7 separate regions of the Mus musculus genome follow, and regions 1, 2, 3, 5, 6 and 7 are each linked to region 4. The links are chromatin contacts, called in public HiCAR-type and promoter capture Hi-C maps. All regions are on one chromosome and are shown on one strand. Each heading gives the region's core, a stretch centred on a gene start, on an enhancer-like site or on the middle of the called end of the contact. The rest is flanking DNA. Distances are from core to core; before and after follow the strand shown.

The links. Promoter capture Hi-C pulls out the DNA fragments that hold promoters and counts their contacts. HiCAR-type assays count read pairs that join an accessible place to other places. Capture Hi-C pulls out chosen DNA fragments and counts their contacts.
Region 1: a contact with region 4 is called in a promoter capture Hi-C map of adipose tissue. The contact joins the promoter of Pgam5 here to the promoter of Rpl5 in region 4. A contact is called at or near these places in 3 of 39 promoter capture datasets (cranial neural crest, hippocampal neurons and liver) and 1 of 9 other capture datasets (adipose tissue).
Region 2: a contact with region 4 is called in a promoter capture Hi-C map of adipose tissue, with 2.9 times the contacts expected there. The contact joins the promoter of Ankle2 here to the promoter of Rpl5 in region 4. A contact is called at or near these places in 5 of 39 promoter capture datasets (cranial neural crest, hippocampal neurons, liver and 1 more) and 2 of 9 other capture datasets (adipose tissue and liver).
Region 3: a promoter capture Hi-C map of liver shows a contact between it and region 4, with 2.2 times the contacts expected there. The contact joins the promoter of Ddx51 here to the promoter of Rpl5 in region 4. A contact is called at or near these places in 3 of 39 promoter capture datasets (liver and pre-B cells).
Region 5: a contact with region 4 is called in a promoter capture Hi-C map of liver, with 3 times the contacts expected there. The contact joins the promoter of Fbrsl1 here to the promoter of Rpl5 in region 4. A contact is called at or near these places in 7 of 39 promoter capture datasets (the 3T3-L1 cell line, the C10 cell line, embryonic stem cells and 3 more).
Region 6: a promoter capture Hi-C map of liver shows a contact between it and region 4, with 2.6 times the contacts expected there. The contact joins the promoter of Pxmp2 here to the promoter of Rpl5 in region 4. A contact is called at or near these places in 9 of 39 promoter capture datasets (the C10 cell line, cranial neural crest, frontonasal cranial neural crest and 5 more).
Region 7: a HiCAR-type map of astrocytes shows a contact between it and region 4, with 4 times the contacts expected there. The contact joins the promoter of Golga3 here to the promoter of Rpl5 in region 4. A contact is called at or near these places in 5 of 39 promoter capture datasets (cranial neural crest, embryonic stem cells, hippocampal neurons and 1 more) and 2 of 115 datasets of contacts at active chromatin or transcription factors (astrocytes and embryonic midbrain).

Annotation. Positions count from the first base shown.
Region 1 is chr5:110,268,089-110,272,179 of GRCm38.p6, reverse strand. It overlaps Pgam5 (phosphoglycerate mutase family member 5), which reads left to right and starts at 2,281. Exons shown (of 6, transcript NM_001163538.1): 1 at 2,281-2,528. The coding sequence starts at 2,341.
Region 2 is chr5:110,229,330-110,233,270 of GRCm38.p6, reverse strand. Ankle2 (ankyrin repeat and LEM domain containing 2) reads right to left here and starts at 2,267. Exons shown (of 13, transcript NM_001253814.1): 1 at 1,848-2,267. The coding sequence starts at 2,034.
Region 3 is chr5:110,651,264-110,655,172 of GRCm38.p6, reverse strand. Ddx51 (DEAD box helicase 51) reads right to left here and starts at 1,722. Exons shown (of 15, transcript NM_027156.3): 1 at 1,385-1,722; 2 at 1,162-1,295; 3 at 555-705; 4 at 159-304; 5 at 10-81. The coding sequence starts at 1,685. Noc4l (NOC4 like) reads left to right here and starts at 1,791. Exons shown (of 15, transcript NM_153570.2): 1 at 1,791-1,950; 2 at 2,042-2,162; 3 at 2,754-2,860; 4 at 3,387-3,494; 5 at 3,712-3,861. The coding sequence starts at 1,834.
Region 4 is chr5:107,899,147-107,903,070 of GRCm38.p6, reverse strand. It overlaps Rpl5 (ribosomal protein L5), which reads right to left and starts at 2,543. Exons shown (of 8, transcript NM_016980.2): 1 at 2,425-2,543; 2 at 1,132-1,201; 3 at 934-1,049. The coding sequence starts at 2,427.
Region 5 is chr5:110,447,249-110,451,156 of GRCm38.p6, reverse strand. Fbrsl1 (fibrosin-like 1) reads left to right here and starts at 2,654. Exons shown (of 19, transcript NM_001142642.1): 1 at 2,654-3,277. The coding sequence starts at 2,990.
Region 6 is chr5:110,283,648-110,287,587 of GRCm38.p6, reverse strand. Pxmp2 (peroxisomal membrane protein 2) reads left to right here and starts at 1,420. Exons shown (of 5, transcript NM_008993.2): 1 at 1,420-1,704; 2 at 3,835-3,940. The coding sequence starts at 1,583. Pole (polymerase (DNA directed), epsilon) reads right to left here and starts at 1,269. Exons shown (of 49, transcript NM_011132.2): 1 at 1,139-1,269. The coding sequence starts at 1,200.
Region 7 is chr5:110,174,999-110,178,874 of GRCm38.p6, reverse strand. It overlaps Golga3 (golgi autoantigen, golgin subfamily a, 3), which reads right to left and starts at 2,018. Exons shown (of 24, transcript NM_001347389.2): 1 at 1,953-2,018. Gm15787 (predicted gene 15787) reads left to right here and starts at 2,371. Exons shown (of 3, transcript NR_040431.1): 1 at 2,371-2,558.

The DNA.
Region 1 (4,091 bases), core at 1,032-3,531, 2.4 Mb before region 4:
TCTCATTTGTTGGGATTACAGATGTGCTCCACTATACCTGATTTAGGCAATACTGAGGATGGGATTCAGGGCTTTGCATAAGCTAAACAAGCTCCCTACCGAATGACCTGTGTACCCAGTCTACCAATATCTATATATAAACCCATAAAGTGGTCCTTACAACTGCACTGTCACACGGTGTCACAATTCTGCATGTACCTCCCGCTTATTCTGTCCATTACGCCTTTTCCCTTACTTTGCAGTGATAAAGAGGAGTGCAGAAACAGAAGCAGTTTCCTGAGATGAAGCAACACATTTATTTGTTTACAAATTTAATGCTCAAAATAGCCACGTAAGCCAGGCTTGGTGGCAAGGGCCTTTCCCCCATCACTCAGGGGACAGAGGCAGGTGGATCTCTATGAGTTTGAGGCCAGTCTGGTCTATACAGCATGCCCCAAGGCATCCAAGTCTACACAGTATGATGGGACCCCCATCTCAGAGGAAGGAAAAAGAAAAAGAAAGAAAGACACAGAAAAGGACACCTAGTTCCAAGAGGACAGACTGTGGGAGTCCAAATAATTTAAGGTACCTAGAATACAAATCAGGGAGACCTACATCCCTGTGGGACAAAGAGGCAGTAAGGAAGCACTGTTAAAGAAGAACTATTCTGTAGCTGGGCGTGGTGTCGCACACCATTGATCCCAGCACTCGGGAGGCAGAGGCAGGCGGATTTCTGAGTTCAAGGCCAGCCTGGTCTACAAAGTGAGTTCCAGGACAGCCAGGGCTACACAGAGAAACCCTGTCTCAAAAAAACAAAACAAAATAAAATAAAAAAAAAAGAACTATACTGTAATTTTGTTACAGATTTTTGTTACACACACCCTATTGATGCTTCCTGTGAAAGATTAAAGCATCTAACAGGTCCTGCTCTGGTGCCTGGCTGAGGTCCTGTCAGGAAAGCAGCCTCTTAAGGACAACTAGCCACACTGCCCTCCTGGCAGCCAGTTTAGATATTGGGGCTCACTGGGCAGACACCTCTGCAGTCATATGGGCCACCAGAACCTCCGTGGAAGACTTGCTCCAGTCATGATCTGTCCAGACAGCCTCCACCGACACTGAGCAAGACAGCATGGTAGTGAACTCTGATGACCTTGCAATCGTCTCATCCAGGCCAGGGGGAGGCTCTCCCTTGGTGGCTCTGCAGAAAACCTGCGATTGATTCAAACGTGCATGAAGGACTGCCAGGATTGGGGCTAAGACCCTTGCCATAACACCCTTTTCTCTTTATATATAAGCCGACTGAAACTCACGTTTCAGTCAGTGTGAAATACAGCCTCTGTATCCTTTTTTTTTTTGGTATGTCAGGCCTTAGAGGGTTTTTGTAAAAAAAATTTAATTTATTTTTATCAATAGTAGGGTAGGCTGAGCTAGGAACACCAAAAGGCTGAGGCTAGAGAGAATAGAGAGCTGAGGTGAAAGAAGGCTGTGGAAAAAACAGATCCTGTTGCTAAGACTTTTAGGGAGCTGTCTAGCCAAAGGACCGCCTTAGCCATTGTGGAAGGCCAAGGGTTCTGAGAATGTCTGAGGTTAGAGGTTCATTCAGGAGCAGTAATATTACCAAATGCCTGCTGCTGTTCATTGTTGCTCAAAGATGAAAATTATAACAGCTGCCAAGTGCTGGGCCGCTTGGTAGTTAAAGCCCAAGCCTGGAGCTGTAAGTCCGTGGGCCTGCCAGTCTAGTCCCTAGGCCTTGGGTACAATGGCCCTGGAAGAGCAGGTGGACACCTTTCCTACACAGAAGGACCCGGTCAATTGGTCAAAAGCAACTAGAGCGGTAAAACTTGGAGGCGCGATGGTAGGTGCCAGGGACTAGGGGTGGGGAATGGAGGGTTGATAGTTGAATGAAGAAGGTTCTTAGGGAAAAAAATGGAAAGAATTCAGGAGGTGAAAGTTGAGAGTATGCATACACTTAAAGATTACAAATGAAAACATAAAAACTTCAAATTGAAGTGCCAAACTTGAGGTTTTTCAATTCATATAAACCCAGTGCCTGCAGGCAGATTTCTGAGTTCGAGGCCAGCCTGGTCTACAGAGTGAGTTCCAGGACAGCCAGGGCTACACTGAGAAACCCTGTCTCGAAAAACCAAAAAAATAAAATAAAATAAATAAATAAACCCCAGTGCCTGATTTCCACCCACTAAAGGGCAGGCATCTGCGCCTGCTACCCTGCGACCACCGGCAGGTGGCGCCCTGGGCCGCGTTTCCTGATTCGTCGGGGGGGGGGGAAGGGGCGGGACTTCCACCAGCCGGAAGCGGAAGTCTGCTCCTGGCGTCCCGCCGTCAGGTCGCGCGATTTGCGGCATGGCTTTCCGGCAGGCGCTTCAGCTGGCGGCCTGTGGTCTGGCCGGTGGCTCGGCCGCTGTTCTCTTCTCGGCGGTCGCGGTAGGGAAGCCGCGAGGTGGCGGGGATGCAGACACGCGCGCGACCGAGCCGCCGGCCTGGACAGGAGCGCGAGCCGGGCGCGGCGTCTGGGACACCAACTGGGACAGGTGCGGGGACGGGAGGTTTGGGCTCGGCCCTGCTTCCTCACCTCCATCCCGGGATGGCGGAGATCGGTGCTCTGAAGGGAAGGGGACGCTGCGTGCTAGTGGGTCTTGAGTTTGTGTGAATCGGTGGCAGTGCCTGGATGGCGCACCTCCCGAAGGTCTTCGCGCCTGGGCCACCCGTCTCTCTGAGGGACCTCTAACCGCCCGGACCCCATACTCGAAGAGTCCTTGTTCAGAGACAGTGCACCAGGTCTTTGTCCCAGGACCACCATCCTCTGTGGGCCTGAAATTCCAAAGGATTAAGTCTTACTCAGAGTCAGGGTCTTGATAGACAGCCAGGTTTGCCTCACAAATTCTCCTCCTGCAGCTTGGGGAAGATTGGGACTGCAAGCATGCTATCCCTTCAGAGGCCAGAGAACCCGTGCGTGAAGTAGAGCCAAGGGTTGGGTTACCCATGGAAGCCGGGTACAGTGGCATGTATAGCGAGTGGCATGCAGCTTTAATCCCAGCACTGGGAGTCAGAGGCAGGCAGAACTCTGAATTCTGGGCTATATAGAAACACCTTGTCTCAAAAAAAAAAAAAAAAAAAAAAGAAAGAAAGAAAAAAGAAATGACCTGATTTTAAATGTTTCATATTTGCTTGCTGTGTCTGCTTACGTGGATGGATTGGTACAGTGGCCTTGTTAGGTGGGGAAGGATGCATGACAGATGGATCAACAAGTGCCGGAAGGGACTAAAAGGGGCATATCCACTTGGTTTCTTTCTGGTATGCCTTCCTCTCTGACAGTCGTCTCCAAATTTTGTCTGGTCCAGCCCCACACACGGCCCTGTAGCTGCAGCAAGACTTTGGCCTGGTCTGTATATGGGACTAACACCCCAGGTTAGCCTGCTCAGATCATGCTTGAGCCGCCACCACCACCCTTTCCAGACCTTCCTCTTCCACCATTGTGTTAATTTGGGCAGCTCTGACTTGTCCTATTCCTGCCTCCTACATTTAACTGAGTAGCTTCAGTTTCTTCGGCTCCTACGTCCACTCCACTAACTACAGTCCTCAACATTGTGATGGCCACTACCCCAGTGACTGCTCAACACTTAAAGTGTGTTTAGTGTGACTTAGAAAAGAGCTCTATTTTTATTTGATTTAAAATTAATTATAGTAATCCCTCTGTATGGTGGGGGATTGGGTCCATGATCCCTGAACATATCAAACTCTGTGGATGTTCATGATAATGAAGTATTTACAGATAACCTAGGCATCTAGCTTATCCTCCTGTATACTTTAAATCATTCCTAGATTATTTATCACACTCAGTACAATAAAATTGCTACCTAAGTAGTTGTTAAAATATATAGCTTGAGGTTTTAAAAAAAAATCACATACAAAAAGGTCTGTTTAGTTCAGATGCAAACTTTTGAGTATTTTTTGATGCCCGGTTGATTGAATATTGAGTGTGGAATCTTGAGCTACGAAAGACCTAAGTATAGTTAGACTTACTTATTCAACCTGGCCTTTTGTGATCCTTCCGCCTCAGCTTTTCCAGAGTGTGAGGAGTCCAGACTTGTACT
Region 2 (3,941 bases), core at 1,018-3,517, 2.3 Mb before region 4:
CAATACATTTTCACAGCCAACATACTGCCTATTTTGCAATCCTAGCCCATAAGGCAGGATCACGAGCTTAAGGCCAGCCTAAGGTACATAGCAAGAACATTAAACAAGTAAGAGTTTCGTTTCTCTAGAACAAAAGCTTATGGGTACAGGGCAGGCTTAACTTCCTTGAGACTAGACTATAGTCTCCAGAGGGACTATACCATTAACAGACACACCAGCAATGCGGGAGAGCCATCTTCTCAGCATCTGCAGACGTTTGCAGACATCAGGATTTTTAAATCTTCAATCTAATAGATATATACATTGATACTCACTTTAGGCTGAACTCCTTCCCCCCGATCAGCTGGTAGAGGATCTTAGTACATGAGTTGAACTGTTCTGTATTGTTTTATAAACCTTTATACACCTAAAATGACTTCAAAATGAAAAACTAAAAACTGAAAAGAATCTTTCAGTGAAACAAGATGCCGCAAACACTGGTCTTGGCTCTCTCTATACCCTTTTAGCCACATGCACTGGGTGATTTTCACTGTGACCTGCTCTTGAGTTTTTCGTACAGTGTTCACTGAGTAAACGGGCTAGTGCACACTATATTTATTAAAGTTGCCCTTACTGCTTTGTGCTTTCCTGTAACTGCACCTACAAGTGTATATGTGTGTGTATTTCCAAGTCGGAGACTAGTCTCTTTCGGTGCCACTTCCTTTTTTAACACTCAACTGTTTGTTTTACATCCTGACCAAAGTTTGCCCTCCCTCTCCTCTCAGTTCCTCTCCACCCCATCAACCAGCCCTGGCACATCAAGTTGCAATAAGACCATGCTATTTTCTTAGCGGGGTCAAGAGAATGTAAAACCCAAAAGACAAGCATTGGCCCTGTTGTCACAACACAAACATTTCATTTCTCCACGGCCATGTAAAAATAACCAGCATTACCCTGACCTTCCTGTTCCCATTTCTTAAGCAAAAAACAAACAAACAAAAACAAAAACACGAAAACAAAACCCCCAAGAAACCAACGACTGCTAAGAAAGGGTTGATATGTATGTCAGTGGTAGAAGACTTGTCAAGATGTGCCACGCCTTGAGTTTTATACCCAGCCCTAAGTAATTAAAAAATGAAATTGTGTTTAAGTTCATAGTAGCAAATGGAGCCTCTGTTACCCGTAAGATCTTGTTAGGGTTGGGTTATCTCTAAAGTTCTAAAGTTGAGTTAATGGCTTAAAATGTCATTTTCCTTCTAGAAGAATTACTTTTCATCTTCCACTAAGAACTAGATTTAGGAGAAAGTGAGCGTTAGTGAAAAGTGGCTTCATACGAACACATACCTCGGGCTGGTGAAAGAGCACACCGACTGCTCTTTCCGAAGGTCCTGAGTTCAAATCTCACAACCACATGGTAGCTCACAACAAGAGACCTGACGCCCTCTTCTGGTGCGTCTGAAGACAGCTACAGTGTACTTATTTATAACAATAAATAAATCTTTGGGCGGGGGGCCGATCGGAGTGAGCGAGCAGGGTTGACCCGAGCGAACAGAGGTCCTAAATTCAATTCCCAACAACCAGATGAAGGCTCACAACTATCTGCACAGCTACAGTGTATACTCATAGACATAAAATAAGTAAATCTTAAAAATAAATTTAAAAAATTCTAAAGAAATCTTAAAAAACAAAACAAAAACAAAACACATACCTCGTAAACATGGGATTACAGTTTAGAGAGGTGGAGAGAAGAAGTGCTAACAGGGCTGTGGGTTCTCATCAAAAGTTTCCAAAATATCCGCGATAGGGTCTTACCGTATCCAGGGGGCGTGGAGAGTGAGGTTTTCCTCCCACGACTGACGCTGCCTTACCTGGCTGTGCGGCCACCGCTTCAGACGCGCTGGGCGGAGAGGAGAGCGTCCCGCAACGGTTCAGGTCCCGCGGCCGCTTCTCTAGCCGGCGGACCAGCCAGCGCACGGCGATGAACAGCACCGAGGCGCCCAGGAGCTCCCAGGCCAGGGCCGCCCACTCCACCACAGCCAGCCGCTGCCACAGCATCGCCACCGCCGGCGCCGAGGCCTTGAGCGCGGCCGCTGCAAATGCAGCCCGCGTCGCTCCCGCCTCCGGCCCTCAGAAGACCGCTCGCCTCGCCACGGGAGTCGCGCCTGCCCCAAGCCTCCTCCTCCGCCCGGCCGTGGTTAGACCAGGCGGGCTGCGCGCGCAGTGCGGGCCGTCCCGTTTCCCAACGATCAGGCTAGAACGCGGCCCGGAACGCAGCCTCAGGCGGCTCCGGAGGCAGCCCGGGGTCCTGATTAACGCGAGCGCAGCCCGGCAGTGGCGCGGGCAGCTTGGTCGGGGTCCTGAGTCGGACTCGGCGCGCTGCCTGGCGCGGCTCGCTCTTCAGGTGCGCCGCCCCGAGTTGTCGCTGCTGGAGAGCGCGAGCGGGCTCCTGGGTCACCCAGACTGTGTGTCATCCCGAAGCCAGCAGAGCTGGGGCCATAGTGCTTGACTGATAGGGGCTGAGGATGAATACGGCGGCCAGAAAGCCCAGCTCTGCCTCCTGTTGTTAATGAAGATTTTCTCTGGAATACAGGCAGAATGCCTATACCATTCCGACGGATAACGCGAAAGCCTACCTAGCACTGGGATTAAAGATGTGAGCCACCATGCCAGGCTGCTGATTTTAATTTTTGAAGTCCTTTTCTAACCTTTGTTTTTCTTTTTTGAGTCTTAACTATATATCCCCAAACTGGCCTTATGCTGGAGATCTGCCTCCTTGAGCTCGCAGAAATGTGATTACAAGCATGTCACATTAATTTCTGCCCACAGATCATGAGCTATGGAAGCCCGTGATGGTGTAGAGGCTTCTCACATGTACTCTGAGTGGTCTTTAGAAGGCAGAGTGGAGGATGGAGGCCTGTTCTGTTCAAATGTGTATCCTACCTCCTGCCAGTGAGAACTTGGTAAGACCAATTCTCACTATCCGGAGAGGGTGGCCTGAGGAATGGCCTAAAAAGGCCTGAGTGGAGGCCCCGACACGTTCAATTTACAGGTTACCAGCCAAGAGTCAGATATACATACCCTTCAGGTCATATCTTCAGTTAAAGATGTTACTTACTCCTCAGAACAGTCTCAGGGAAGCCAAACTAGATGACTTGAGAAATGCTAAGATGAATTTCCAGTTATTTTTATAGCCCCAGGATTAGAAAGCTAATTTAGATGTATTTCAGTATTTAGCTGGGCGTGGTGGTGCACATCTTTAATTCCAGACAGAAGCATGTGGATATCTGTGTTCGAGGCCACCCTGGTCTATAGATCCAGCCCAAGAGGCATCCAAGACTAAGTAGCAAAACCTTGTCTCAAAAAAACCAAGATAAATAAGTTAAATTTAATTATAGGCAGATGGGTAAAGTAGTATTAATTCCTTAAAGAAACAGGTACAGGAATATGTCATAGAGCAGTGGAGAACAACTTTTAATGTTTTGTCTTTTGCTTCATAATTGTGTTTATTTAAAGAGACCATGTGGGGTGGGGGGCTGAAAAGATGGCTCAGCGGTTAAGATCACTGACTGCTCTTCCAGAGGTCCTGAGTTCAATTCCCAGCAACCATATGGTGGCTCACAACCATCTGTAATGGGTTCTGATGCCCTCTTCTGGTGTGTCTGAAGACAGCAATGGTGTACTTTCATACATAAAATGAATAAATCTTTTAATAAATAAATAACCATTGTTCATTAAGACTGTTAGATCTGTGTGTTATAACTAAAACATTTACTTGAAACCTAGGCAGCTGAGGATCTTGAGTTCAAGACCAGCCTGTTTCAAAACCAAAGACTTGCCGGGCGTGGTGGCGCACGCCTTTAATCCCAGCACTCGGGAGGCAGAGGCAGGCAGATATCTGAGTTCGAGGCCAGCCTGGTCTACAGAGTGAGTTCCAGGACAGCCAGGGCTACACAGAGAAACCC
Region 3 (3,909 bases), core at 473-2,972, 2.8 Mb before region 4:
CTGTAATACCTGTTGGGCCAGCTCCTTAGTGGGAAGTACAACCAGTGCACGGATGTGGCAGACCACTCGATGCAACAGGGCCTGCAGAGACAGAGACCATCTGTGCCACTGGGACCCTCCCTGTTGTGCTACAGCGGGGAATCTGCCCTCATACTCACCTGTACCACGGGGATGACAAAGGCCAGTGTTTTCCCACTGCCCGTTGGGGCAGAGACGCAGAGGTCACTAGGTTGGTAGCCACCTCTGCCTATGAGAAACCCATGGTCAGCACTTTCGAGGAGGGCGGGAATCACAGCTGCCTGGACTGGAAGGAGAGAAGGAAAGGAGTGTGTCAAGTATAGGCCGTGTTATACCATTTCACCCAGGAATTCTCCCGGACAAAGATGCCACCAGGGCTGGAAAATTGTCAAGGACCTGAACCCAAGAATATGGAAGCTCGCTGATCTGATGTGTAGTGGGGACCCCTAAACCACAACCCTGACACTACAGCTCTAACAGCCCAGGGAAAGCTGCCTCGGGGAGTTCACCCCATCATTTGTCCAAGGCTTAGGCACCTGGAAAGTAGGAAGTGATGCCATTAGCTCTCAACTGCTTCTGCAGGTCAGGGTGAACCTCAGGGATGTCCTCAATGGGAGTGAGATCTTCGGTGACACTCTTTTTGACACAGCTTGGCTTAGCCAACCATGCTGGCAGGAAAGGCTGAACCTGAAAGCAAGAAGCAGCGCAAACGTCCCCCAGAAGGCTCCAGGCTTGTGGAGTCATTAGAAACCAGGAACTACAACATTAAGAGACCCTAACCAGTCTTTCTTCAACCCTTCACCACCTCCCACTCTGGCAACCTTTGGACAAGACACCCGGACCAGCAGACACCCTATCCTAGTGCACTAAACACAATCTGGATACTTTGCCTATAAGCCTACCAACCCAGCAAACTGTCTTCATGCACCAAGAAATGTTGCTTTCAACAGGGACAGCAAGGCACGCCACGGGGCTTATCCCAAAAGTTCTTATCCGTCTGGATTTCAGTTTCAAGAGTGTCCCATGCATACCTCCCACTTTCAGTAGTTAAGGTCACGTAACAAAACGAAATCCCCCCCACCCCCCGGCTAAGAACTGAAGAGTCCCGGGAGGACAAAAAGAACCGCGCACAGGCTCACTCACCTTCGGCGTCTTTCTTCTTGCAAAGTCCCCCAGCACCCGGCCTGGAGCCGGGGGTCTCTGGACATCCTCCTGAGGGTTCGCACCCGGGTCCTCTGCGCCGGCACTGAGCTCCTCCGGAGCCTCCTCACCTCTCCCTGAGCGACACAGCACAACGTAGGGGGATGTCAACCCAGCAGCACAGAGAGCCTCCATGCCCCGTCCACACTGCGCACTCACGGCCCACCTGCGTCCACGTCCTTGTCCGCTTTCCGCCGCTTCGCCCTAGGAGCCTCCGAGTTCGGAGTCGCCGAGCCGCTCACCCGACGCCGCCGTCGGGGCCGCCGTCGCCGCTTGCCTGCTGCTGCCGCTTCCCCTTCCCCGGCCGTTCCTGTGGTCTCGAGCTCCGGCTCCCGCTGCTGTCGCTCACGGGCTCTGTTCTGCAGCCGCTCGAGCAGCACTCGAGCCCGGCTGCCCGCCTCTGCGTCCGTATCCCCCTGCCCCGCGGCCTCTGGGCCCGCGTACCGCGCTATGTGGAACAGCGCCATAGCTGCCCCACGCCGCGGTTCCTCTCCGGCGCTCTTTGATGACGTACGCCGCCCCGCGACCTAGAGGCTCGGGTGACGTCACGGGCGCGACTCCGCTCGGCGCACACTTCGGTTTCCAGGAACCGGGAGCAGCATCGGCGGCGGCGGCATGGAGCGGCACCCAGCTTCGGCGAGCTCCAGGCAAGAGCTCGGCCGCCTCCTGGAGGCAGTGCTGACGAGTCGTGGCCAAGCGAACGCGGTGTTCGACATCTTGGCTGTGCTTCAGGTGAGCCGCAGGGGCGGACCTGGGGGCGGCCAGGTCAGTGGGAGTCGCGACGGGGCCGAGCGTCACCTTGTCGGGGCCTCCCCGTGTTCAGTCCGAGGAGCCCGAGGAAATCGAGGAAGGAGTGCGCACGTGCAGCCGACTCTTCGGTACCTTGCTGGAGCGGGAAGAGCTGTTCGTGGGCTCGCTGCCGAGCGAAGACACGGCCCTGGCAGGTGGGTGACCTGGAGGGCGTGGGGTACTCTCCGCTAGGCAGTTCCGGTGGGACGCCTTGTCAACTTAGGATGCACCCCCGAGCCAGGGCCTTGTCATAGACCATGCGATCTGGGAGGACGACGCAGTCACTCATTGTAGCTCAGGAAGCGAGTTGAGATCCGTATACTTGCCAGGACTGCGTGAATCCGTATACGTAGCCGTTTTCACTCACTCACACACACACACACACTCTCTCTCTCTCTCTCTCTCTCTCTCTCACACACACACACACACACACACACACACACACACACACACACACACACACACACCCATGTTTTATTTGCGCCATTTCCGAGTTTGATACTGTCTCTGTCCTAGTGGGGAGACCCAGGTTCTGAGGCAAAGCGAGAGGAACTACATTTCAATACCCCCTTCCCAGTTTGCAGGGCTCAGAAATCGTCTTTCCCAAGCCCCGGTCTGGCATCTTAAATAGTTTACAGCTGTGAAGATGAGAAACAGCCGGAAGATTGGGGCTGAGTTTGGGACCTTGGTCAGGCTTGGCACACATAAATATGAGTGTGAGTTAGCTCTCCTAACTCTGTCCCCAGGGTCCCAGGGAGCCACATACAAATACAAGGTGTGGATAAGACATCGATACCACAGCTGCTGTAACCGCCTAGAGGAACTCCTGGCCCATCCCACCTTCCAGGTCAAGGTGAGTCTTGAAGCCCTTAGCCCAGCTTTTCCTCTCATCTCTAAAGTACTTCACAGCACAGGGGTAGAGGCCTTTGATGCGAGCATCTCTTCCTTCACTTGTCTGAGAGACTTCTACCTAGACATCTTTATTGCTGTTCTTTTCCACTGTGTGCTGTGAATCATCCGGACCTAAAGACATGGAGTCTGTAACCCTAGTTCCAGGCAGCAGATCTGCTTTGTACATTGTCACATTTGTTGAGGCACCTCCAAAACTGGGGGGGACAAGGGAATAGTTAGGTGGCCTCCCCTGCAGGCCCACCCTGTGTACATGCCTCAAGCCAAGTTCTGTTAAGAGTTCTATCCCAGGTCACCATCGGCACACACATGTAACATGGAGCGAGATAAGCTGGGGTCTGGCCTCCTTTCTCTCCTGGTTTTTGGCCCGGTCCTAAGCTTGGTTGTGAGAGCTCCTCCCTGAGGCTAGAGGAGCTTTGGGGGCCTCCTGAAGGGTGGAGGCCTCACGCTCACTCTTCTCTGCATCCCAGGAACTGGCCCTCAAGACACTCATGAAGTTTGTGCAGCTGGAAGGAGCAAAACCACTGGAGAAGCCTCAGTGGGAAAGCCACTACCTCTTCCCCCGCACACTCTTCAGGGTGAGGCCTTGGTGGGACCTGGAGGACCGTGGTGGCCACCGCCTAAGGCCATCCCATGAGCCAGCAGACTGAACAGATAGCTGGGGGGATTATTCCTGTCTTGTCAGTTGAAGAGGAAATGGCAGACAACTTGGTGGTATGGGGCTTGCGCCATTCTCCTTGACCATGCTAGGACCACTCTGTGAGACAAGGTCATTCACCCTATCTCTGTCCCCAGGCAGTGGTAGGAGGCCTGCTCACACCAGAGGACGACCACAGCCTGCTTATCTCCCATTTCTGTGAGTACTTGGAATATGATGACATCCGGTACCACACAATGCAGGTGGCCACTAGCATCATGGCCCGGGCCACCAGCCAGCAACCTGAGGTAAACAACTGGGTCTCATCACCACCCTGTGTCCTAGCTCCTCAGGGA
Region 4 (3,924 bases), core at 1,294-3,793:
GCTCTTTCTAAATACTGAAGGCATTATTTATGGTGGGTGAGTTGGTGAAATCATAGGTGCCTTTAGAAGTCAACAAACTGGGCAGGAGATGATCTCAGACTAGATCCTGAGCTCATGGCTATATTGCAAGATTCTTTCAAGGCTGGCCTGGTCTACAAAGAATTACAGGTCAGCCAGGGTCATACAGTAGGACCCCATCTCAAAAAAGGGCACCTTTAATCCTAGCCCTGGGGAGGTAGAGGCAGGCAGAGCTTTAAATTCAAGGCCAGCCTGGTCTACAGGCAACAGCCAAGGTTAACTAAATAAAGATCCACCACCACCAAAGTCAGGTCTCACTTACTTAAAAGTATCTTTTGAGCTAAATTTAACCAAGTCTTAGACACTTCATCCTTAATTATCAGAACACCAGACAACCCCACCTTCAGTTAACAAAGTCACAAAAGGCAAGTGCACCTATCTCCTGACCAGCAAATTTTTATTGTAAAAGCCCTGAATACAGGGACTGCCATTTTTAAAGGGCTTTCAAAGTGGAAGACATTTTTGTGTATTTTAAAACCTATTTCAAACAGTAAATAGAAATAGCTTGTCATGCTGGGATGACAGATGAGCAACCCTGCCTGGCAACAAGAGTCCTACCACCCTATTACCAGCCTTTTTAAATCAGTAAAATGGCACACAAGCCCATAAAGTAAGCACCAGGAGTTAATGCGTGACAGATGAAGGTAATTGGAAGACTATTCATATCAACAGATTTCCCAGTCCTCCTCTCAAATTCCATAATGGAAATTAAGCAAAGCCAGGATTTCCAAACCTTCCCCCCACCCCCACCCCCCCCACCCGCCACTGAAATCTACTAACACAAGAAAATAGTCTCTCCCAAAAGTTAGAGTTGATGCGTCTGACCACACTACTCAAGTCTAGGACATAACTCACCTGGCAGATGATATCTCTGTTAGTTACACGAACTATCATCCTATATTTGGGTGTGTTGTACTTATTCTTGTCCTGGATCACCAATCGTTTTCGAGCATAGTAGTCAGTTTTACCCTCTGCAAGGGGAAAAAAAAATTTAACCAGGGAAGGTTCCACCTTGAAACAGTCTTCAGAAACTAAAACAGAAAAAGTTCATACCTCGCCGCCTTCGAAATCTCACTTGGTATCTTTTAAAGTAGGCCTTATTCTTGACAACTTTCACAAACCCCTTTAAAGGAAAAAAAAAATTATCAGGGCTTTGCTAATTGTTTCGTCCCATGACTTTTTTCTTTTGATACAGGCCAACTATGTAGCCCAACATGACCTAGCATTTGGTAGTTTCTGAGCGCCGAATTAATAGGCAAGAACCACCTGGGTTTTGGTCTGTATTTTTTTATTTAACTATGTAACAAAATCATGCCCAAGTTTCAAAAGCAAATTATTACAAGTGTCAACTTCTATAGCATGTTTCTAAGCTGACCGGAAACAAGAATCGCTGTTGTGCAGTGCTCAACCTTTAATAAGGTTAGTTCCTCATGCTGTGGTGACCCTTCCCCAAACCATAAATCTCGTTGCTGCTTCGTTAATTTAATCTTGTAGTTATTCATCGTTAATACAAATATCTGACAGATGGGTTAAGAACCAGATGGAGAACTGCTGTTGCACTGGTTCTCTTCGCCAAACACACCTAACTAAGCCTCAGAAAACACGTAAAGATGGCTGGGCGGAATAGGGCACCGACCCAAGTCGCTCCATCCACAACTGCAGGCTCCTTACTACAACTTGCAGGTACAAAGACATTTTCGTACTGCCTTTAAACAATCTTTCAATTCCTGTACCACTGATCGATCCCTACGCCAAACCGCCGGGATGTATCACCTACACCGGAGCCAATCTGTGCCGACAACTGCACACCTCACCGAGAAAGTTCAACCACTCGGCGCTCACTTCCTCCCTGCCTAAACCGGGCTCAAATGGCAGAGTACGATCTACAATTACTCCTCGCAAATGAAGAGCTGCACCCCACCTCTCAAGTCCGATCTCAGCAAATCTCTGAAAACAGGGCCAGACTCTGGCCAGGAAGAGCCAGGGGCCGCCACATCCCTTCCGGGACGCAGCAGCGCCACGGCCTCCACTGACAGACACTCCCGGCTTCAGGGCTCTGTGCGAGGCCGAGGGATTCGGGCTTCCGTGGCACGGCCTCCTGACGACCCCGGAGACAACTGCGGCTGGCAGCCGGACTCGGAAGCCTCGTCCCGAGCACCCTCCGCCGCGGCCCCTCCCCCGGCTGGCACCCGGCAGCCATTAGGCCACGCTGGAACGGCGGGCGCAGAGCCGGGAATCGAATGCCATCTGCCCCCCGGGTCGCACGAGCCGACCCCGAGCGGGCATCCGCGAGAGGAGGGGGCACCCCGGTGCACGCACGGGCCTGAGACCCAGATGCCCACTCACCATCCTGCGGAATAGAGACCCGCAACCGCGGCTCCACGCAGACCTGCAGAGTCGGCCGCGCTAAGGGGGAAAAAGACCGGAGTCACGTACGCATGCGCAGTATGTAGCACCACCAGCACGCAAGCGACGTGAGAAAGAGTGGCTGTAGGCCTCAAGATGCGCGGGCTATCGCCCCCTGCCGGTAGGAGGATGAATGTCATCTTCCTCCTCTCAACGAGCATGGAGGATGGGCGATGAGAAAGGGAAATAGAGGCTTTTTGCGAGGACTTTTTTTTTTTTTTTTTTGGGGGGGGGGTGGTTTTTCGAGATAGGGTTTCTCTGTGTGACCCTGGCTGTCCTGGAACTCACTCTGTAGACCAGGCTGGTCTCGAACTCAGAAATCAGCCTGCCTCTGCCTCCCAAGTGCTGGGATTAAAGGCGTGTGCCACCACTACCGGGCAGGAGGACATTTTTAAAAACACGCTCGGCATGCACGCACACACACCACACTTATATAATTATTTTTCTAAGCAGGAGGGGGTAAAAATTAAGTTAAATACATGAATTTGCCTATGCTGAAATCTTGCCTTCTCCATGACTTGACTCACTTCTGGAATATATATTTCGGAATTCCCAGCACACAGGGCCGCCGGGAAGCTCAGCCTCAGAGCCTCAAGTTTGAGTTAGAAGAGACTCTTCTGCCTTTGCATAGCATCTTGACATCTGCTTCAAGCATACTTTTCATTCTCCAGCACTTCTCAGAGTGCTGACCTCCAGTCAATTCTTAGTTACCTGTTACATGGTGAAAACAAAACAAAACCCACTGCACTCTCCTGTTGCCTTTATGCTTCCATTGTCCCCAGAATTCCTGACATTATGAGCGCCGCCTCCTCCATCACTCTTAGTCCCCTTCCTCAAGAAGTTTCTTTTTAGGACTGGGTGTGCAGCTAAGAATTGCAGCCTCAGTACTTAGAAGGGAGAGGAAAAAGAATCAGAAAGTGCAAGGCTAGCCTAGGCTACCTAGTGAATTGGAAGCCAGCCTGGGCTGCCTGAAGGAAAAGAAATGCATACAAACAATTATTTAAACACGTGAAAGAACAGTTATAAGGCTGAGAGCTTTAGAAAGTCTAAAAAAAGTCTGAGAGCCGGGCAGTGGTGGTGCACGACCTGGGAGGCAGAGGCAGGCAGATTTGAGTTTGATGCCAGCCTGGTCTACAAAGTGAGTTCCAGGTCAGCCAGGGCTACACAGAGAAATCCTGTCTCGGAAAACCAAAGTCAATGAGAATGCAATTTGAAAATTGCTTCCCTAGCCGGGCGTGGTGGCGCACGCCTTTAATCCCAGCGCTCGGGAGGCAGAGGCAGGTGGATTTCTGAGTTTAAGGCTAGCCTGGTCTACAGAGTGAGTTCCAGGACAGCCAGGGCTACACAGAGAAACTCTGTCTCAAAAAACAAAACGAAACAAAAAAAAAAAAAAAAAAAAAGAAAAGAAAAGAAAGAAAGAAAAGAAAAAACAAAACAAAG
Region 5 (3,908 bases), core at 1,405-3,904, 2.5 Mb before region 4:
AGAAGTGACCTGTATTCCCTTATAATGGAGGGGAGGGGGGCCCTGATAACCTCAACCAAAGGAGGAACAGGTGAGGATCAGAGCTGCAGGGAACCAGGCAAAGGCCTGGGATGTAGACCAGTGTGTGGGAAGCAGCTGTTTGGTTTTTGTTTTTGTTTTTTGTTTGTTTGTTTTGGAGAGTCCCTATGTTGGTGGGGTTTCCACCTACAGGTAGATAGGATTATCATTTCCACTAAGAAACTAGTATAAATCAGGCAATGGTGGCGCATGCCTTTAATCCCAGCACTTGGGAGGCAGAGGCAGGCAGATTTCTGAGTTCAAGGCCAGCCTGGTCTACGGAGTGTGTTCCAGGACAGCCAGAGCTATACAGAGACACCCTGTCTTGGAAAACCAAAAAAAAAAAAAAAAAAGAAACAAGTATAAATTGCATCAGAAACTTTAGCAAGTCCTTGCCAACCTGAGTGAACACTTGGGTCATCAAAAATGGCCCTCTACATGGAAGCAAATGAGCCCAGTTTACAGCTTAGGCAAATGAAGCGTGTTCCAGCCCCTCTTAGGCCTCCCTCCCTCCCTCCCTGTGTCCTGTGGGAGAGAATCAGTACAGATGTCTTTCCATAGCCTCCTCTAGGGAACAACTGAGCTAGAGTCCCATTCCTCCAGGGAGGCCATGACTAGTCTCTAAGTTGGAAATGAATTAACAGAGTTTTTAATCCCAGGAGAGGTAAGGAAATTGGGAAGAAACCCAGAAAGAAAGGTCCTGGACCTAACCTGGTCTCTGGAGCCCCTGCCTTTCACTGAGGCAATGCATTTGAGAACAAGGGAGAGCTGGTATACTGGCTAGTTTTGTGTCAACTTGACACAGCTGGGGTTATCACAGAGAAAGGAGCTTCAGTTGGGGAAATGCCTCCATGAGATCCAACTGTAAGGCACTTTCTCAATTAGTGATCAAGAGGGAAAGGCCCCTTGTGGGTGGGACCATCCCTGGACTGGTAGTCTTGAGTTCTATAAGAGAGCAGGCTGAGCAAGCCTGAGCAAGCCAGTAAAGAACATCCCTCCATGGCTTCTGCATCAGCTCCTGCTTTCTGACCCGCTTGAGTTCCAGTCCTGACTTCCTTTGGTGATTTAAGTGTAAGCTGAATAAACCCTTTCCTCCCCAACTTGCTTCTTGGTCATGATGTTTGTTCAGGAATAGAAACCCTGACTAAGATAACTGGTAAGCAAGGATACCTTTTATTTCTGTTGAAAACTTCAAAAATCGGGTCTCAGTCGTTGTTCTTGGAGTGGAAAAGGGTTGACCTAGAGTGAAACTCCCCACAAGCTGGGAGTGGGGTGGTCTCAGGAGGAGGTGTCTAAAAGAGAACAGTTAGCAGGAATGAGGAGCTGCCTTGGTTCTGCGTCTTTCCAACAGGGTTCTTTAGCTAGTTAGATGCTAGCTCTGAGTAGTTTTGTAATAAAATCTGGAATGGGAAGAAGAGGGAAGGCTGGCAGGTAGGCTGGCAGGTGTGTTGGTCCCCGTGTTGTTAAGTGAAAGAGCACACTTGTGGATGATAGGCCACGTTCCCAGATGCCCCAAGGGACGTCTTGGCAGAGAGCCTGTGGCCATCTCAGGAGCCAGAAAATGTGCACTTGAGGTCCTGTCCAGGGGCATTCTTCAGTCGTGTCTGCTTCCTTTCAGGGCCTCTGCTGCCCAGATGTAGGCATGGCTCAATGTCACTTTTCACTCAGTGCCCAATGCCCAAGCTGTGACACCTCCCTTCTCTTCATGTCAAATGTTCTCACTGGAGGAATTGCTGAGACTTCGTGCCCAGCTCCAGGGCATCCCAACTGGGGAAGTTGCTGAGGAAACTCACGGTTTTGTCTAGTTTTGTACTTCCTATCGGCGGTCCCCAAGTCCTTGGACTAGTGTAGGCAGGTCTCTAAGGAAAGACTACTTGAGACTGGAGGGTTTGGTTTTCAGGGCGCTACCTAATTTTGCATGGGGACCAGAGTGAAACTGGGCTTGAGGGCTTGCAGGTGGACGATGACGTACGCGCTGCCTCTAGGACTTCAGCACAGTGAGCCCCCAGCACCAACCTACCTACTCTCTCTCACGTGCTTCCACTCAGTTTGCCCCAAGCTACTGTAGGTGCATAGACCCATCACCTCCTACGGGAAGGGCGGAAGGGGAGGCGCTGATCGCCACAAACTCGCTGTAGGTGGCTGGGCAGTACTTGTAGGCGAGCACTAATTGCCTAGTAGGCGTGGTCAACAAGGCGAGGCATGAAGTAGGAGGGATCTGACCATGACTAGGCTCAGCGACCTGCACAGGTGAGCAGGACCGGAAGGCAAGGGCGGGGCTTAAGGAACTGAGAAAGCGTAGACAAGAGAGGTGGAGCCGGGAAGAATGGGGCGTGATCTGACAGGGTCGGGGGGTCGGAATTCTAAAGAGCTGTGCGCAAACGGGTGTGGCCTGTTGCAGGGGCGGAGCAAAGGGAAAGCTTCCCCCCTTTCGGGGGCGGGGCTTAACGTGAAAGGGCGAGGGCCCGCTCAGCGCAGAGCCATTTAGTCCGGAAGGGCGGGGTCAGGGCGGGGCCAGGGTGGGGCGGAGTCGACGGGTCAGCCTCCCCCAGCTGCGCCCGCTTCCTCTGGCACTCCGGCCCGGCGGAAGTGCGTCAGTTGTTATCCGCTCTGGTCGCTGCCACTACTGTGTCTGCCTCACGGTCCCGGTGCTCAGAAGCTCCGCCACCCGCCGCCTTCTGCCGCTGCCCGCCGGTCGCCATGGGCCGTGTCCCTGGGGACCTGGTCTAGGGTCGCCGAGAGACCGCCGCACTCCGATGCGCGGGACCCGGGGTCCTAGCCCGCGCGGCGTCCGGTGCTGAGAGCCCGCGCCCGGCATGCCCGCCCCGGTCCCGAGCCCGCCCCGGCCCCGAGCCCGCGCGGCGCCCTCGCAGCCCGGCGGCACGGCGTAGCAGGCGGTGCGGGGCGCCAAGGTCACCGCCGCGGCGCCGCCATGGAGGCCAAGGTCCGGCCAAGCCGGCGTTCGCGCGCGCAGCGAGATCGCGGCCGGCGTCGGGAAGCCGCCCGGGACGCCCGCGCCCAGAGCCCGTCGTCGGGTGAGGAGCCAGAGCCCAGTCCTGGCAAGGAGAACGCGGGACTCCACGGCGCGCCGCCTCAGCGCCCTACGCCTCTGCGCGCTGCGCGCCCCCCGCGGCGCCGTCGCCGCGAGTCCAGCTCGCAGGAGGAGGAGGTTATTGACGGCTTCGCTATAGCCAGCTTCAGCACCCTGGAGGCCCTGGAGGTAGGTGGGCTGGAAGGCCAGACCCGGGACCAAGGAAACGCATACGTATGCCTCCTGGCCCCGCGCTGCAACCTTGCCAGGAAGAGGACCTGGAGTGAGGGGTGTGTGGGAGGACTTAAACCACGCCACCTAAGCGGGCTTTGCAGCGATCGTTACTTGTTGCCAAGTTATCGCTGCGTCCGGGACCAGCTGGGGATTTGGACATTGTTGGGCCTCGGGGAGGCAGCGACGATAAAATGGACACTTGGGATTCTTCCTGTCCTATGATCTCTTAAGGGTTCTTTGGAGGGAACCGGGAGTCAACTGGCAAACCCTTCTTGGTGATCATTGCATGGGTATAGGTAATAGATTTGCTAAGAATACTACGTGTTTGACTGAGTTGTCGTGCACAGTATTTGCTGAGCAAAGTGTCCTTCCGACCTGAACTCAGGTTAGTAGAAGAGAAGGAAGTGAGAGAAATGGTCAGTGAGTGAGTGAGTAGTCACTGTGTCTCTGGAACTCAAGTGGTTGAAAATGCTGGTCAGGCCTTCAGGGCACTAGCAGAACCTTCAAACCCCTAGCAATGCAGAGATCTCTGTCTGGGTGAAAACTTTGGGGACCACATCTCATCTGCTGGGCTGTGGTCGCAGGG
Region 6 (3,940 bases), core at 171-2,670, 2.4 Mb before region 4:
TGGCTTGGGGCTGGAGAGATGGCTTAGTGGTTAAGAGCACTGACTGCTCTTCCAAAGGTCCTGAGTTCAATTCCCAGCAACCACATGGTGGTTCACAACCATTTACAATGTGATCTGACTGGTGTGTCTTAAGACAGGACAACTACAGAGTACTCACATACATAAAATAAGTAAATACATCAAAAAAAAAAAAAGATGCTGTACTTCCTAATAAACTTGCTTGCATGAGCCATCACTCTGTGTGACACCTCCTGATCCTGAATGCTCTTATCTTCTCCATCTCCTCCTCATCCCCCTGGCCATCACTCTCTCAGGAACCTGTCACTGAAGAACCGCTTACTGGTCCAGGTCAATTACCCTGGCTGCTATGCAGGTGTTGTACAGCAAACCCAGAGCTTCACATATAATAGGAAAACACTATCACTATTCAGCTCTAACCGGGCTTCCACTCAATGAGTGCTCACATTCTGATACACAGTCTTTTTTTTTTTTTTAAGATTTATTTATTATTATATGTAAATACACTGTAGCTGTCTTCAGACACTCCAGAAGAGGGAGTCAGATCTTGTTACGGATGGTTGTGAGCCACCATGTGGTTGCTGGGATTTGAACTCTGGACCTTCAGAAGAACACTCGGGTGCTCTTACCCACTGAGCCATCTCACCAGCCCCTGATACAGAGTCTTATTCTGCCACAGTGTCACCAATCTCTATATACGATATCCACATCAGTTTCCTTTGTCACCATACTCTAGAATCTCTTGCTGATGTGATGCGTAAGGGTTTCGGCTTTTGGTTTAATAAATTGGTTTACTTCGCCGAGCTGGTCTAGACAGAATCTTCCTTTACTTTCCCCGTTCCCTTCTTGTCTGATGAGAATAGATGTTCACCCCTAGTCAAGTCACAGGGCAGGCACAGATATTTCTAGAGAAGCAGCCTGGGCCACGGAGTTGAGTTTAGCATCTCAATAAAAACTACGGAAACCACACAGGGCGAAGACGGGAGCCCGCCCTGTCCTCCGCGCCGCGCGCCGGGCCCGCTGTTTTCCCCACCCCTGAACCCCCGGACACCGCGCCCGCCCAAGCTTGCTCCGGCCGCGGCTACCGCCAGCGCCTTGGCAGCAGGACACCGGCTCTCACCGGCTGCCTTCGCCATCCGCGCCCGGCTCGGGGTGCCTCCGTCCACTGTTCCTCAGGACCATTGCGACGCTCCAAAGCTCCCTCAGGCTCCGGGGAGAATTTGGCGCGCTCTCCACGTGCTCTCGCGAGGCTACGGCTTCGGCCAATGAGAAGGCGCGGCCTCAGATGGACCTAGCCGGGGCCCGCCCCCATCGCCCCGCCCCGCCCCGCCCCGCCCCTCGGCTCTCCAATCCTCCGGCGAGCGCAGAGGGTGGGTCGCAGGGACCGGGGGAAAAGAGTGCACTAGCTGGCCGCGCGCGTGGCGGGACGGCCGGGCTCGCTGAGGGCGGAGGAAGGGCAGAAAATGTCAGGCCGTCCCCGCCCTGTGCCCTGTGTCCCGGGCCGGGTGCCCGACTGCCTAGCTGTTGGGTGGGCGCCCGGGGCGACTTAGACATCCGGACCGCGATGGCACCTGCGGCGTCCAGGCTGCGGGTGGAATCCGAGCTCGGGTCGCTTCCCAAGCGAGCGCTCGCCCAATACTTGCTGCTCCTAAAGCTCTACCCGGTGCTCACCAAAGCAGTCAGCAGGTGGGCGCCTACTGGGAAGTGGGGTGAAAAGGAGGGGTGCCGACAGGGGAGACTCTCCTGCAGGGGAGGTTAAGAGAGGGGGCGTCTGCAGACCAAGCAGCTCAGATATTGCCCGAGCAGCAGTGGATCTCAGCCTGTACGTCGGGAACCCCTTAAAGGTTGAACGACCTTTGTACAGGGGGTCACGTATCAGATATCCTGTATATCAGATATTTACGTTATGATTCACAACAGTAGCAGCATTACAGTTTAGAAGTAGCAGTGAAAGTAATTTTATGGTTGGGGTGACCACACCATGAGGAGCTAACTGTATTATTAAAGGGTCACAGCGATAAGAAGGTTGAGAACCACTGCTGTGGAGGAAGGCAGAGTTCTTCCTTAAGGTGCGACCCCGTTCTGCTTAGCCAGTAAGTGCTGTTTGTGTGTTGGGTCCCAAGCATTAGTTAGCCTTTGCAGTCTGAGTGTTGTGAAGACCCGCGAGTCAGGGACACATTCTAACCCTGAGCAACCCAGGCACGGTCGCTGGTGAACTCTGCCCTTTGAATTACATCGTTCGGTTTCCTAACGAGATATCCCTGTTTCTGTTCATTTCCATTAGTGCATTTTGTAGGTTCTGTATTAACTTAGCTTTTCCATAAGTGTGTGCAGAGTGCTTCCTGTGCGCGGGCACATAGCTGTGATCAGAACAGGCGCATAGACTTCTCTCGGAGCTAAGAAGAACGAGTCCATCTTCCCACCCCACCCCACCCCACCCCCGCAAAAGGCAGATAAATGTATAACTTAGAGCAGTTAGGGAAATTTCTCCTGGGTTGTTGACGTTGGTCAGAAGCACAGAGAAGAGAAGCGGTTGTTTACAGGGCACAGTAAGTGTAAAAGTTCTGGGGGAAGAATTCAGAGAATGTCGGAGGGGTGAAGAGAAGGACTCTGGTGGAGAAAATGACCAGGGAGAGTAGATAGGAAGAGGTAACCAGGGGTCAAGTCAAGAGGGTCCTTATGATCCATACTAAAAGTTTTGGATTTATAGCTTTTTAGAAGACAGCTGTGGTGGTTAAAGCTAGTTGTCAACTTGATAACATTTAGGAATTAAGCATGCCTGAGGGGCTTATCTTGATTATCTTCTTTGAGCTGGGAAGATCTGCCCACTAGGGGCGCCACCATTCCTAGTTGGTGTCTGACTGGAAGTGGAAAAAGTGAGCTAGCTGAACCGCACGCGTTTTCTCTCTCTTTTCATTGTGGGTGTGCTGTGAGGAGATCCTTCAACCTCCTGTTGCCTTCACTTCTCTGCCTTGATGGACTTGAACCTTTAACTGGGAGCTGAAATAAGCCATTGTTCTCTTAAGTTGCCTTTGTCTCATTTTTTGTTTGGTTTGGTTTTTGTTCATTTTGCAACATAAAAAGAAACTAAGAGCCAGGCGTGGTGGCACAAGCCTTTAATCCCAGCACTCGGGAGGCAGAGGCAGGCAGATTTTTGAGTTCGAGGCTAGCCTGGTCTACAAAGTGAGTTCCAGGACAGCCAGGGGTATACAGAAAAACCCTGTCTCAAAAACAAAACAAAAAAACAAAAAAAACACAAACAAACAAACAAAACAAAACAAAACAAAACTACAACATAGAGTTATTTGCTTAAATACAGCCCACAGACCATGTCCTTGTGAGGATCCCTCCTATTGCCTTTTACATCCATGCCTTCAATGGAGCAGCTGTGGGGATGTTGGAAGGCACACAGCCCCGCAGGTGGATGTCTCACTGTGCTCATCTGTGGTTTTCACTTTAGGTCATAGTGCCTCTATCTTCTGGGGCTTTACCTAACTTAGCAAGTTACTTCAATAGGGACTCATCCCATGATCTACACAGCAAGATCTTTTTTTGTTGTTGGTGGTTGTTTTTTGTTTTTGTTTTTCGAGACAGGGTTTCTCTGTATGGCTCTGGCTGTCTTGGAACTCACTCTGTAGACAAGGCTGGCTTCTAACTCAGAAATCCGCCTGCCTCTGCCTCCTGAGTGCTGGGATTAAAGGTGTGCACCACCACACCCGGCTCTACACAGGAAGATCTTACAGCAGCCGTGCTACTGCCATGCGGGACAGGCTCTTGTGTCTGCTGCTCATTTTCTGATTGTCTCTTCCTCTACAGCGGCATTTTGTCAGCCCTTGGAAACCTTCTGGCCCAGACGATTGAGAAGCGGAAAAAAGACTCTCAAAATCTAGAAGTCAGTGGGCTTCTCAGATATTTAGTTTAT
Region 7 (3,876 bases), core at 769-3,268, 2.3 Mb before region 4:
AGCTACCCCATTACTGAGGTTATCATCAACTAGACAGGACGCACAGGCAAAGATAAAACAGGGCTGGCTTCCTGAAGATGTCTGGTTGGTGCTGCACTATTGAACAACAGCAAACAGCATTCTATGTAAGTGAAAACCAAAGGCCAGCCTCAGGTACAGCAAGGACATAATTCACATGCTTTGAGTTAAACACGTTTGCCTCAAATCCTGTTTTTCCATTTGGCTGTAAGACCTTGTTAGGTAGATTTCTGAGCCACTCTTAGCTTATTTCCTCATCAATAAAAACACAGAGAAAATAAAGCCGGGCATGGTGGATCACGCCTTTAATCCCAGCACTCGGGAGGCAGAGGCAGGTGGATTTCTGAGTTCGAGGCCAGCCTGGTCTACAGAGTGAGTTCCAGGACAGCCAGGGCTATACAGAGAAACCCTGTCTCGAAAAACAAAACAAAACAAAACACAGAGAAAATAAATACAAAAATTTTGCTAGGATTGACTACAATAAGATATAGGGTCTCTGCTAAACAAGTGTAATTAATTCTCCTTTCAACAGCTGTTGAAAGAGCCAAATTGCAGTTATATTCTCACTTGAGAGAGAAAAAAAAAAAACACTACTTAAAGCAATTGGCCAAAACCCAGCTATTTTTAAATCTGAGCAACTTTCATTTCTTCTGTTTCCTTTCTTTTATAAGAAATAGGGAAGAAACAAGATTTTCCAGATTTGTGTCTGTGTTCATACGCACAGTTGTGTGGAGGGCAGAGGACAACTGAAGAGTGGATGCTTTCCTTCCACCACAGGGCTCCCAGGGAACTCAGGTCATCAGACTCTATAACATTCAACCACTCAGAAGTCTTTCCGATCTGCTTTTGGATTTTTTAGACAGAATATTGCTATGTAGCATGGGCCTCAAGCTGGCTGAGGTCTTCCTGTCTTGACTTCCCAAGAGCTGGTATAACAGACATGTGCCACCCTATCCAGGCTTTTCCTTTTCTTTCCATTCAAGGTACACTGTATCTGAGTCATTAACGGACTATAAAAGTCAGGCGGCATTTGTAAATGGTTTACAGTGTCCTACTGACAATAAAATACAAACTTCTTAGCCTCGACCGGAGACCACTTTAATTGGGTTCCTACTTATGTCTGTACCCCTCACATGCTGTGTCTTTTTTCATTATCTGGCTATATCATGCATCCAGAAGTACAACTGACTCTCCATAGGGTCTCTACACTTCTTGTTCACTTTTCTTGAGACATTCCTCTCAATAATTTTGCACAAACGATTCTTGTCATGGAGGCCTGTCTTGACTCAAAGGTAAACTCTTCCGAAGGTTGCACAAACCTAATCCTCTCAACTGTTTTGAGTTGTCAGTATACCTCCACCAGAAAGTGATGAAAACAGAGACCAAAACACTACTGTATCCTGGGACCTTTTACAAACAGGGCCTCTTTTTCTATAAACATTCAGTAAGCGCCCGTGGGAAGGTGGTAAGCTGTTCGCCTAGCTCTCTCTGGTCACTGACTCCACTGACCATGTTCAGCAAACACCTCTGAGCACCAGAATCAAAACAACCTAAGTCCCCCACGCACTGTACGACTTGCCACCATGTCACGTTCGTCATCAACTGCAAAAGGAGCAGACTTCAAACACGCTGACCCAACCAAGCAGCAGTAGCAACGCTCTCAGGGCAGACCGCATTCCGTGGGTGCAGAAGCAGTCTCTGCATTTACTGACAACCCAGCTGCGAGGCAGGTTTCCAACCCCACGGAGTAAAAGCAAAAACTGACTTGAGCTGACCGCGGCTGACCCAAAGTCTGCGCGACCCTCACCGGACTCTGCATCCGCCTTGCCCCTGTACGCCTCTCTGGGCGCGGCCAGGGTTGCCCCAACAGTTCCTCCACGGTCCTCTGCCACAAGGTCCCGACCCTCCTCAGTAATAGCCCCCAAAACCCTCACCGGTTCCGGCCCAACCCTGCGGCTCCGGTAGGACGTGGCTGTGCAAGGGGCGGGGCGCAACAGGGTACCAGTCTCGGGCAACCCCCCGGAAACAAACGGTCCGCGAGGTCTTCGTTCCGGAAGAGAGGCTGCCCTCAGCGGCCAGTAGCCACTTTCAAATTGGGGTTGGTATGGATCTCCGGACAGATTGAGATATCCTTCAGAAAGTGGACTTAAAATTTTGTGTGCCTTCCCTTCAGAGGAACAACTTCCAGCCTAAGAGACGAAATCAGGACAACCCTCCCCCCCCCCCCAAAAAAAGAAAAACGCTTCCGGTGGTAGTGACGTTGGACTCGCCACGCTCCCGCCCCTCGCGGCCTTCTGACTGGTGGGTATGACGATCCACGTGGCCACGCCCCCGGGGCGTGGCTTCCCCGCCAGACACCGCCTCCACCACAGTTCTGACAACTTGTTCCTAAGTGTTTGTCAGTCTTGTTTGTATTATTGCCAGTGTTATACATGGCCGGACACTGCGCCACGCGACTGCATTGCCAGCCACGAGGAAGTCTGACAAGTATCACAAGCTCGAGGACTGACTGGACTATAAAGTGGGACTTGTCTTAAAAGGTAAAAAGACGTCTGCGGTGTAGTTCAGAACTCTTGGGTTCAGTCTCTAGTATGTGAAGATAGGAAAGGAGAGGAAGTTCTCACAACACAATATTAAACTATTGCCACTGCTACATGGGGAAAATGCTAAGTATACATTTTGTTTTCAGTGCTCGAGATTGTATCCTGGGCCTTGAACATGTCTAGTAACCTCCCCACCTCCAAGCTACATTTCCAACCCCAAATAAAAATGACCAAAGCTTTACAAAGATATAATTTACATGCTGTAAAGTTTGCTCCTGTTTACGATTTTATCATTATTTCTGTTTCTGAGTGTCCTTGCCTGTACATTTCATACCAATAGGGTTCATATACTGTATAGCTTTGAGTTCTTTTTCAAATTGTATCCATGTTGTACATCTTTTAGTGCTTCGTTCTTATTGCTAATATCCTATTGTTTGGATATTTCCCTTTTGTTTCTGCTCATCAGTCAATGAACAAATTTGAAGGGTCTTGAGGTAGACAAAAGGACTGACAGGGTCCCAGCTTTATATGTCCAGGGGTTGATGGGGGAACCTGCTGTATCTACTGAGGACTGTTGTGTGCCAAGGACTTTGCCAGATGCTGTCTGCTTTCAGGAAACTTACTTCTTGGAGGGAAATAGTAAAAAACAGACATACAAGAGAGTAGATGATGTCAGAGCTGAATAAAGAGACAGGTGGGTAGACATTCTGCAATCTTATGGATTATTGAGAAAGGACCTCTCTGAACCTGGTGAGTGGCTCAGCAAGCAAGGTCACTTGCAGCATAAGACTGGCAATTTGAAGCTTATATAGTGGTGGAAGAAGTGAACCAACTCTACAAGTTGGCCTCTAATCTCAACGTGTGCACTTTAATACACTCACCATATATATTTACACATATCACATACATACACAATAATAATTTTTTAAAAAAAATGTAGAGACATCTCATCAATCTGAGTCAATTTCTAAAGAAAACATAGCTGTGGAAAGATGCTTCAAACCTGCCCGAGAGGTTTGAGCATGATGAAGATCTAGGAGAGTGTTAAATACGAGTAGCACGAGGAGGGGAGATCGGTGTGAGCCTAGAGAATGGCCACATAGGGTCTGTGACAATGGAAAGGCAGATCTTTCAAAGATGTCAAAGGCTACAGTGATCAGAGTTAAGTACTGGCTCAGGCACAAACTCTGGCTGTGGGAACAGAGCTCATTCTTGTCACGTAGAATGCAGTTGCTCTTCGAGAGAAGAAGGATGATGCCTGGGTTTTGACCCGAGTCACAAGGTCATAAAATTTTCTGAGATGCTGAAGACCATG